2 separate regions of the Capra hircus genome follow, and region 2 is linked to region 1. The links are chromatin contacts, called in public Hi-C maps. All regions are on one chromosome and are shown on one strand. Each heading gives the region's core, a stretch centred on a gene start, on an enhancer-like site or on the middle of the called end of the contact. The rest is flanking DNA. Distances are from core to core; before and after follow the strand shown. Region 1 has its middle 18 kb from the start of ARHGEF10. Region 2 has its middle 40 kb from the start of CLN8.

The links. A called contact is a pair of places that touch in the nucleus more often than the background predicts.
Region 2: a contact with region 1 is called in a Hi-C map of blood, with 4 times the contacts expected there. The contact joins two enhancer-like sites. A contact is called at or near these places in 4 of 5 Hi-C or Micro-C datasets (blood and liver).

What each region holds. Positions count from the first base shown.
Region 1 is chr27:43,292,426-43,296,878 of ARS1.2, reverse strand. No RefSeq gene overlaps it. Among named protein-coding and RNA genes, the nearest start is that of ARHGEF10, 18 kb to the right of the region's middle. Within about 2 kb of position 2,223, at least 3 of the 5 cell types and tissues checked have an H3K27ac peak or open chromatin away from gene starts, as enhancers often do.
Region 2 is chr27:43,429,110-43,433,562 of ARS1.2, reverse strand. No RefSeq gene overlaps it. Among named protein-coding and RNA genes, the nearest start is that of CLN8, 40 kb to the right of the region's middle. Within about 2 kb of position 2,577, at least 1 of the 5 cell types and tissues checked has an H3K27ac peak or open chromatin away from gene starts, as enhancers often do.

The DNA.
Region 1 (4,453 bases), core at 974-3,473:
AGGAAACATACCTCAACATAAAGGCCATGTACCTAAAGTGCACAGCTAACATCAGACTCAGTAGTGAAAAGATAAAACAGTTTTTCTAAGATAAGGAACAAGACAAGGATGTCCACCCTAGCCACTTTTATTCAATATAGTTTTGAAAGTCCTAGTGACAGCCATCAAAGAGAAAGCAATAAAAGGCATCTAAATTGGGAATTAAACTGCCACTGTCTCCAGGTGACATGGTACTACACACAGAAAATCCCAAACGTGCCACTGGACAACTATGAGAGCTCAGTGAATTTGGTAAGTTTGCAGGATACGAAATTAATATACAGAAATCTGTTGTATTCCTGCTAACAAGCTATCAGAGAAATTAAGGAAACAATCCTATTTACAATCATGTCAAAAAAAAATGAAGTAACTAGGAATAAGACTACCTAAAGTGGCTTAACACCAGTAGCAGGGAAACTATAAAAGACACTGGTGAATGAAATCGATAACAGCACAGCTATATGGAAAGACTGACCGTGTTCTTGGATTAATCATTATTGTTCAGATGATGATTACTTACTACTCATGTCACCTGAAATTCAATACAATCCCTGTGAAATATCAATGGCAGTTTTCACTGACTGGAACAAATAATTCTGAGGTCTGTATGAAAATACAAGAGAACATGAATAGCCAAAACAACCTTAAGTATGGAGGTGTCCGATTTCCTGACTTCAGACGGTACTATACAGCTAATCGAAACACACAACACTGGCCAAAAAAGGACACACAGACCAATGGAACAGGACAGATTCCAGAAAGTAACCCATGTACTTACGATGAATCAACAAAAGAGGCAAGAATATATACTGGGGAAATACAATCTCTTCAATAAACAGTGCTGGGAAGACTGGACAGACACAGAAAAAAGAATGAAATTAGAACATTCTGTAACACCACTTAGAAAAATAAACTCAAAGTGGATTAAAGACCTAAGGGTATGACCAGAAACCATAAAATTTCTAGATGAAAACATAGGCAGACATGTAAATCACAGCAATATCTTTTGTGATTTTCTAACAGAAACAAGCAAAAAAAAAAAAAAAGAAAAAGAAAAAACAAATGGGACCCAATTAAATACTCTTAAATACTCTTGCACAGGAAAGGATACCAAGGACAAAACAAAAAGACAACCTGCTGAAAAGGAGAAAATATTTGCTAATAACATGACCAATAAGGGGTTAATATCCAAAGTATATAAAACATACAACTCAGTACCAAATGGACAGTCGGATTAAAAAATGGGCAGAGGACCTGAACAGACAGTTCTTCCAAAGAGGAAGTGCAGATCGCCAAGAGGCACACGAAAAGATGCTCAACATTATGGCTAATCAGGAAAATGCAAGTCAAAACCACAGTGAAGTTTCAGTTTGTACTTGTCAGAACGAAAAGTAAAAAGTGTTAGTCACTCAGTGGTGCCTGACTCTTTGTGAACCCACGGACTAAAGCCTGCCAGGTTCCTCTGTCGTTCGGAATTCTCCAGGCCAGAGTACTGGAGTGGGGCAGCTGTTCCCTTCTCCAGGGGACCTTCCCCATCTAGGGACTGGACCCAGGTCTCCCACACTGCAGGCGGATTCTTTACTGGCTCAGAAAGGACCCTCAGAAAGACAGGAAGCACTGAGGAGGCTGTGCATTAAAGGGAATGCTCCTACACTGCTGGTGGGGATGGAAATTGGTGCAGCCACTATGCAGAACACAGCAGTGGAAAAAATAAAAAATAGAACCAAGAAGAGACTGAGCAATCCCACTCCTGGGTACACATACAAAGAAAGCGACAACACAAACTGGAAAAGAAGCATGCAGCCCACAGCTCACAGCAGCGGTATTTACAAAAGAGGCAGCTAGGGAGATCTGAGCCCGCATGGGAGTGGGGCCAGGCGATGAGCCCCCGCAGGACCGCCGTCACAGTAAGAGTGCATGCCCTTCCCGACCAGCCTGGTGCTAAACGCTCAGCCACCAGCCACCGGCCCTCCTGCGCGGCTCTGCCCTCTGTGCTGCCCCTCAGGCCCCAGCCTCTCCCGAGGGCGCAAGGACTCTCTGCACAGAAGAGAAGGTCCACAACCTTCTCACCAACGTTCCATCGCTCCACCAGCCCCAAGGCGCCTGGCCCGGCCTCCCCGACCTCTTCCCACCGGTGCCCGGGCCTGTCCAAGCCTCTCCGCAGCCCTCCTCCGCCATCACGTGACCACGTCCCCGCCGGCCAGCCCACAGACGTGCAGTGACGGCTCCCAACACTAAGACCTCCTGGATCTCACTCCTTCGGCAGCCAGTTTTCCTCTTCATAGAGAGCCCTGAAAGGGCCTCCTGTACCCGCAACCCCCACCCCATCTCCCCCACGGCATGCCGCCCACCCCAGCACGGCGGCACTCGTGTCTGACGCCTCACAGCACTCACGCAGTTGCTTCCTCTTCTCAAGGCTCCTCCTTGGGGGTCTGGGACACAACTCTTCTTGCGAGCCCACCCTGTCCCGGGGGGTCTCAGCCAGGCCTGGCCCCTCCAGGCTCCCAGGTTTTACGTCTGCTCCAGCTGCACAGCCAGCTGTCCCCAGGTGTCTCCAAGGTGTCCGAAACGCATCGAGCGCCACTTCACTCCGAACCTGCCTCAATCAGTCTCTCCTCAGCCGCCTCCGCCTCCGTGAAGGGCACGGCTTCCCTCCCCGGTGTTTGAGTCAGTCCTCCCGGGATGGCCTGGACTGCACCCCGCCAGCGTGTTCCGCGGGCTCCACCTGCAGGACGCGCCAGGATGCACACCTCCGCCTCCGCCCCGGCTCCCCAGCACGGCCTGGTCCACACGGCAGAACCACTCCGTTCCTGAGTCACCACACGGCTTTTCTCGGCTGAAGACCCCCAGCGGCCCTGCTCTCAGGGTCAGAGCCCCAGTGCTCACAGCCCGGCCGGACTGCCCGCGCAGCTCCCGAAGTGGCAGGTCCCACTGGCCCCGGGGCACCATCCCCCCAACTCCTGTCTCCTCACTTAGGGAAACAGGGCTCCAGGCCCTGGTCTGGTATGACCGACAGATGCTGGAACGGGTGTGAGCTCTCCTCACTACTGAAGTTCAGGATAAACTGGCAAAAATATACAATAATTTACACTTATCAGTGAACGGTTGGTTTTGGAAAGCAGTTCTCTTAAGACAAGAACTGTTTTGTCACTATGTAACAGGTTTACTATATTTTAATGGTTACAAGTGAAAACCGAGACAAGCATGGCTCCAGTCCAGCAAATCGGGCCCCACACTCTCCTCTGTGAAGTGACTTCACAGACATGTGAGGAGCCGCCCGCTGGGACGCACGCGGTGGCTCCCCATCCTCAGACCCCGTCGCTGTCTACCCCCAACGCTTGTCAGGACAGAAGGAGAGCCAGGCAAGAGGGATTCATTCCTGCTGTGGACTTTCCCGAAGGGGTAAGGTCAGGCTCACCTCCCCCTCTGGAGGCGACCCTCAGGAGCAGGTGGAGCCGCAGCAGGAAGCTGGTGAGAGGGACAGCAGGGGTGGGGCCATCTGCGGAGCTCCTATCACAGCAGAACCACGGGCTGAGTCCTCAGAGCCTGCAGGATGGACGTCCAGAATCGACATGCAGCAGACGCCATATCTGGTGAGGCCCCTCCACAGTGCACACATGGTACCTTCTCCCTGTGTCTCCTCAAGTGGCAGAAGGGCTGGGGGCACTCTGACCCCATTCATGGGGGCTCCACCCTCATGATCTCATCACCCCCCAAGGCCACACCACCACCCCAGGCATTTGGATTCAGCCTGAGTTTTGGGGGGATACACACTCAGACCATAGCAGAATGACCCCACTGAATGACGTGCAGGATTCGTGCTGAGGGCAGGCAGGGGCTCAGACCTCATTATCTAGGGAAAGGGGATGAGCAGTCCGGTCATACGCTGAGCCTGGAGAGCTCCAGCTAGTCTGACTCAACAGAAATCTTGCTAAAATGGGACAATGAAGAGACAGACCTCAAAGCCTGAGGAGTCAGGACCTCGCTGGGAGCCACTCAGAGGAGCCCGACTAGAGCCTGGTCCAGCAGAGACTGTGGCCCTCCTCTGTTCCAGCCCACACTGGCCCAGACTGTCCCTTCTGCACAGTGCAGAGGGGCCCACAGCGTTCCCGCACCCCCAGTCCTGCTCCCAGAACTCCACAGGCTCCCCCTGAGGCAAGTGGCAGGCAGACCTGAGAGAGAACCCAGGTTTACACCTGTCACCAGCACTCGATCACACAGTGTGAGTCACGTGAACTGGTCAGTGTCCCGTGCGTATAAAGCTCGCTAGCACCACGCTTCAGCCTGTTATGTGTACAGACTTATGTCTGAATGGTGCACACACTGTTAATACTTCACTGCTAAAAAATGCTAACCAGCACCTGAGCTTTCCAAGTCATTCCAGTAAGATCACTGATCACAAAGAGCAGAGTGT
Region 2 (4,453 bases), core at 1,328-3,827, 140 kb before region 1:
CAGTGAACATTGGGTTACATGTATATTTTCAAATTATGGTTTTCTCTGGATATTTGTCCAGGAGTGGGATTGCTAGGTCATATGGTAGTTCAATTTTTAGTTTTTAAAGGCGCCTCCATACTGTTCTCCATAGTAGCTGTACCAATTTACATTCCTTTCAACAGTGCAGGAGGGTTCGCTTTATTACACACCCTCTCCAACGTTGTTTATTGAATTTTTGATGCTGGCTATTCTGTCGGGTGTGAGGTTATACCTCATTGTGGTTTTGATTTGCATTTCTCTGATAAATTAGCGATGCTGAGCATCGTTTCATGTGCTTTTTAGTCCTCCTTATGTCTTCTTTGGAGAAATCTCTATTTCCATCTTCTGCCCATTTTTTTGACTGGGTTTTTTTTTTGTTTTGTTTTGGTTTTTTGAGCTGCATGAGCTGTCGGTATATTCTGGAGATTAGTCTCCTGTCGGTCACTTTGTTTGCGAATATTTTCTCCCAACCCCATTCTGTGGGCTGCCTTTTTGTTTCATGACTTCCTTGGCTGTTAAAAGCTTTTACGTTTACTTAGGTCCCATGTGTTCATCCTGTTCGTTTTCATCACTGTAGGAAGTGGGTCCAAAAGGTACTGCTGCTATTTATGTCACAGATGTTCTGCCTATACTTTCCTCTAAGAGATTCATCGTGTCTGGTCTTGCATTTAGGTGTTTAACGCATTTTGAGTTCGTTTTTGTGTGTGGCATTAGGTAATGTTCTATTAATAATTCCATTCTTTCACATGTGGCTGTGCAGTTTTCCCTACACCACTTACGGAAGAGATGGTCTCTGCTCCATTGTATCTTTTCACCTCCTTTGTCATAGATTATATCATCACGCTTTCTTTCTAACACACCTAAGCAAAAAGAAAGCTTTATACATTTTTCTTTTTTAATCCTATAATCCTTCCATGAAAGCTTTCATTCACTTGGCATGTCATTGAAAACTTTAGCCTTTAGCCACATATGGTTTAGCAGTTTTCCCAGGGCTCAATAAAAGTGTATGGAAAGTTGTACGGCATTCATTTTCGATGTGTTGATTAATGGTTCATCAGTTGTGACAGATGTACCATGTCCATGAGGATGTGAGGAGCTGGGGAGCTGGGAGGAGCAGCGAAAAGCTACACGTGAGCTCCTTACTTTAAACTCCACTCTATTTTTCTGTAAACCAAAATGTTTTCAAAAATAGCCTATGAACTAAAACATGAAGACAGGCTGCTGCTGCTGCTGCTAAGTCACTTCAGTTGTGTCCGACTCTCTGCGACCCCTGAGACGGCAGCCCACCAGGCTCCCCCGTCCCTGGGATTCTCCAGGCAAGAACACTGGAGTGGGTTGCCATTTCCTTCTCCAATGCATGAAAGTGAAAAGTGAAAGTGAAGTCACTCAGTCGTGTCCGACTCTTCGAGACCCCATGGACTGCAGCCTACCAGGCTCCTCCATCAGTGGGATTTTTCCAGGCAAGAGCACTGGAGTGGGTTGCCATTGCCTTCTCCAATGAAGGCAGGAAGCAATGACAAAAAGTCAGATGCCACAGTTTGGATGTTTTCAGCTTTTTTTCCATTATTTGAAGTTTTAAATGAGTTGCCTTGTGAAAAGTAGGATGTTGGAAAATTTTCTGCACCCTTATTTTTGTTTAGTGAGCTCTTAAGTTATCATCCCTTAATATGTTCAGATAATTGTAACTTGCTTTGTAATTAAAGTGAAAGGCAGACAAACATGCTGTGTCAGGAAAGAAGCGAAGGTTTTCGAAGCTTCAAGCTGTGGCCCCAGACAAGTAACACCCCTCGAGTTCCTAGGAGTGCTCCCTAGACTTGTGGCGCTTTAGAATCCACTGATGGATTTCCCCCGAACAATTAGAGTCCAGGGCCCATGAAAATCCATTTCCAAACCGTCTCATTACACTGCTATGGTCTTCTACGATTGAGTGTGAAAAATTCAATTTTATACCCACAGCAAGCTGTGCAAAGCTGTGATTCAGTGACAATGCAGAGCACGTTCAAAACACAGGGACTTCGTCCCCAGGGTCCAGCCTGGTGACAGACACCCCTGTGCTGAGAAACCCCCAGGGGCCTCCCTCTCCAGCCCAGGTCCTCCGGCCCCTTCCCCCTCCACCCGGCCAGGCTCTCCGCACGCAGCCCCTGCAGGAAGCCCCCAGCCTGCTCGGGAGCTGGAGTCCTTCCTGCCCATGTCAGCACCACATTTCTGCCCTGGGCACCGAGCTGGAGATCCGATTAAAAGAGAGAAAGTCATGGACCTGGCCCTTGTGCTCAACTGCAGGCCATGGATTTTCCTTTACTTTGCCTATAGGCTGGCAGCTAGCCTGTTGCTGGTTCGGTGGTGCTGGTCAAATGCGAGGCTTCTAGGTTAGAAAAGCCCGTTACTCCCACACAGGAGATGCGTGGGCACTGGGGTGCGGCTCCGTCACCACCTTCTGCGGGGCTGTGCAGGGCTGACGGTAGAGGCTGTGTGTGCTGTGCTGGCTGCATAGCTGGGGACAGTGAATGAGGGGCCTGGGCTCATCAACAGCTCAGGAGGGAAGCCCTGGGCCAGTAGGAGCACCTGCCTCGCCCTGGAGACCGTGGACAGCGGGCCGGGCCCTGAGTGATGGCCCCGGAAGCGGCAGTGGGCATCATTGTCTTGGCACACCCGACACGGGGAGGGCAGGGGCATGGCTGGTCCCCAGGGCGCCTTCACAGCTTTCAGTATTGTTCTGAAACAAGACACTCAGGGTACATGCTGAGGTCATTTGGCAACAGGGTTTTTTTTTTTTTTGCTCTGGTTATTCCATTTCCTTTTTTCTGTGTCAAACCACACTTTTCCCCGTGAGTTCCTTCCTGTGGTCACGGACAAGATCAAGTCTCCTGGGCCACGTGATCTGAGCCACAGGGGAGTCTGGACCCTGCCTGGTCCGCTGGCCAAGCCAGCAAGGCCCCCCACCCCCTGCACCGCGCAGCTGAGAGAGCGCCCGGGATGGATCCCCTGTGTTTGCAGGTGACTTTCCTGCACCAGCATTAGAATCTCATTGTCAGGGGTCTCTGACCTTCTGTGGCCCCCTTCCCCAAATTCTCCACCTCCAGCCTTTCTAGGTGATCCTTCGCTCACTACGGCTATTGGATATTGTAATTCTGTAAAATGTTTAGCTCTAGTAAGAGCTTCTCTGATAGCTCAATTGGTAAGGAATCTGCCTGCAATGCAGGAGACCCCAGCTTGATTCCTGGGTTGGGAAGATCCACTGGAGAAGGTCGACTACCCACTCCAGTATTCTTGGGCTTCCCTGGTGGCTCAGCTGGTAAAGAATCAGCCTGCAATGCGGGAAACCTGGGTTCGATCCCTAGGTTGGGAAGATCCCCTGGAGAAGGGAAAGGCTACCCACTCCAGTAGTCTGGCCTGGAGAATTCCATGGACTATATAGTCCATGGGGTCGCAAAGAGTTGGATATGACTTGAGCGACTTTCACTTCACTTCAGTAAAAGCTTGTTTTAACTGTACTCAAAGAAGAAAGAAGTTTTGTAAGATATTAAACCGCAGAAAGTTGTAGAACCTCCCGCAGCCCTCACCCCGCAGCAGTTTCCCCAGGAAATAGTGTCAGGTCATCTTCACTTGAAACGGGACGATGAGGCGTCCAGGGCTGAGACAGGGGCCTGGTGTTCGAGCTTAGCCGTTGCCTGCACGGCTGTGCCCACATCCAAGGCTGTGCCCTCCATGATAACCACGAAGAGACAGGACAGGCACCTTCATTTGAATTAAGTAGCCGAGGCCCAGCAAGTCTGCTTTGCATATTTATGCATAGTAAGGAGCTGCCCGGGGCCAACAACTTGAGCAACAACTCGTCACAGTAGAGAGGGCTACAGGGGTATTTTTGGCTGCAGGCAGATGAAACTGGGTTCACCAGATCACAATGATGCAAAGAACTGACTGATTGGAAAAGACCCTGATGCTGGGGAAGACTGAAGGCAGGAGAAGGGGGACGACAGAGGGTGAGATGGTGGGATGGCATCCCTGACTCAATAAACATGAGTTTGAGCAGATTCTGGGAGTTGGTGAAGGACAAGGAGGCCTGGCATGCTGCAGTCCTTGGGGTTGCAGAGTCAGACTCAACTGAGCAATGAATGACTGAACTTAAGTGAAGAGCATTGCAATTCGAGGATAGTCCGCCAGAGGGCAGTAGCCCCCTACCCAGGGCTCAGCTGTAAACACAGGTTAATCTGATCTTTAAGTTAAACACAGAAAGCCAGGGTCATTTTTATATTGATCTTTGTTCAAGGATGTTGAATAAACAGGGATTGGTAAAACAGTGTTATACTTCAACATGTAAACCGTTTGAGACAAGCTGTCACAAAGTTACTGTCACCTTGGAAGCAGGAAATGAGGTTTATATTCTGTAACCAGCAGTTGTCTGATCTAAAGGGAGAACTGAATCCCATGTTGG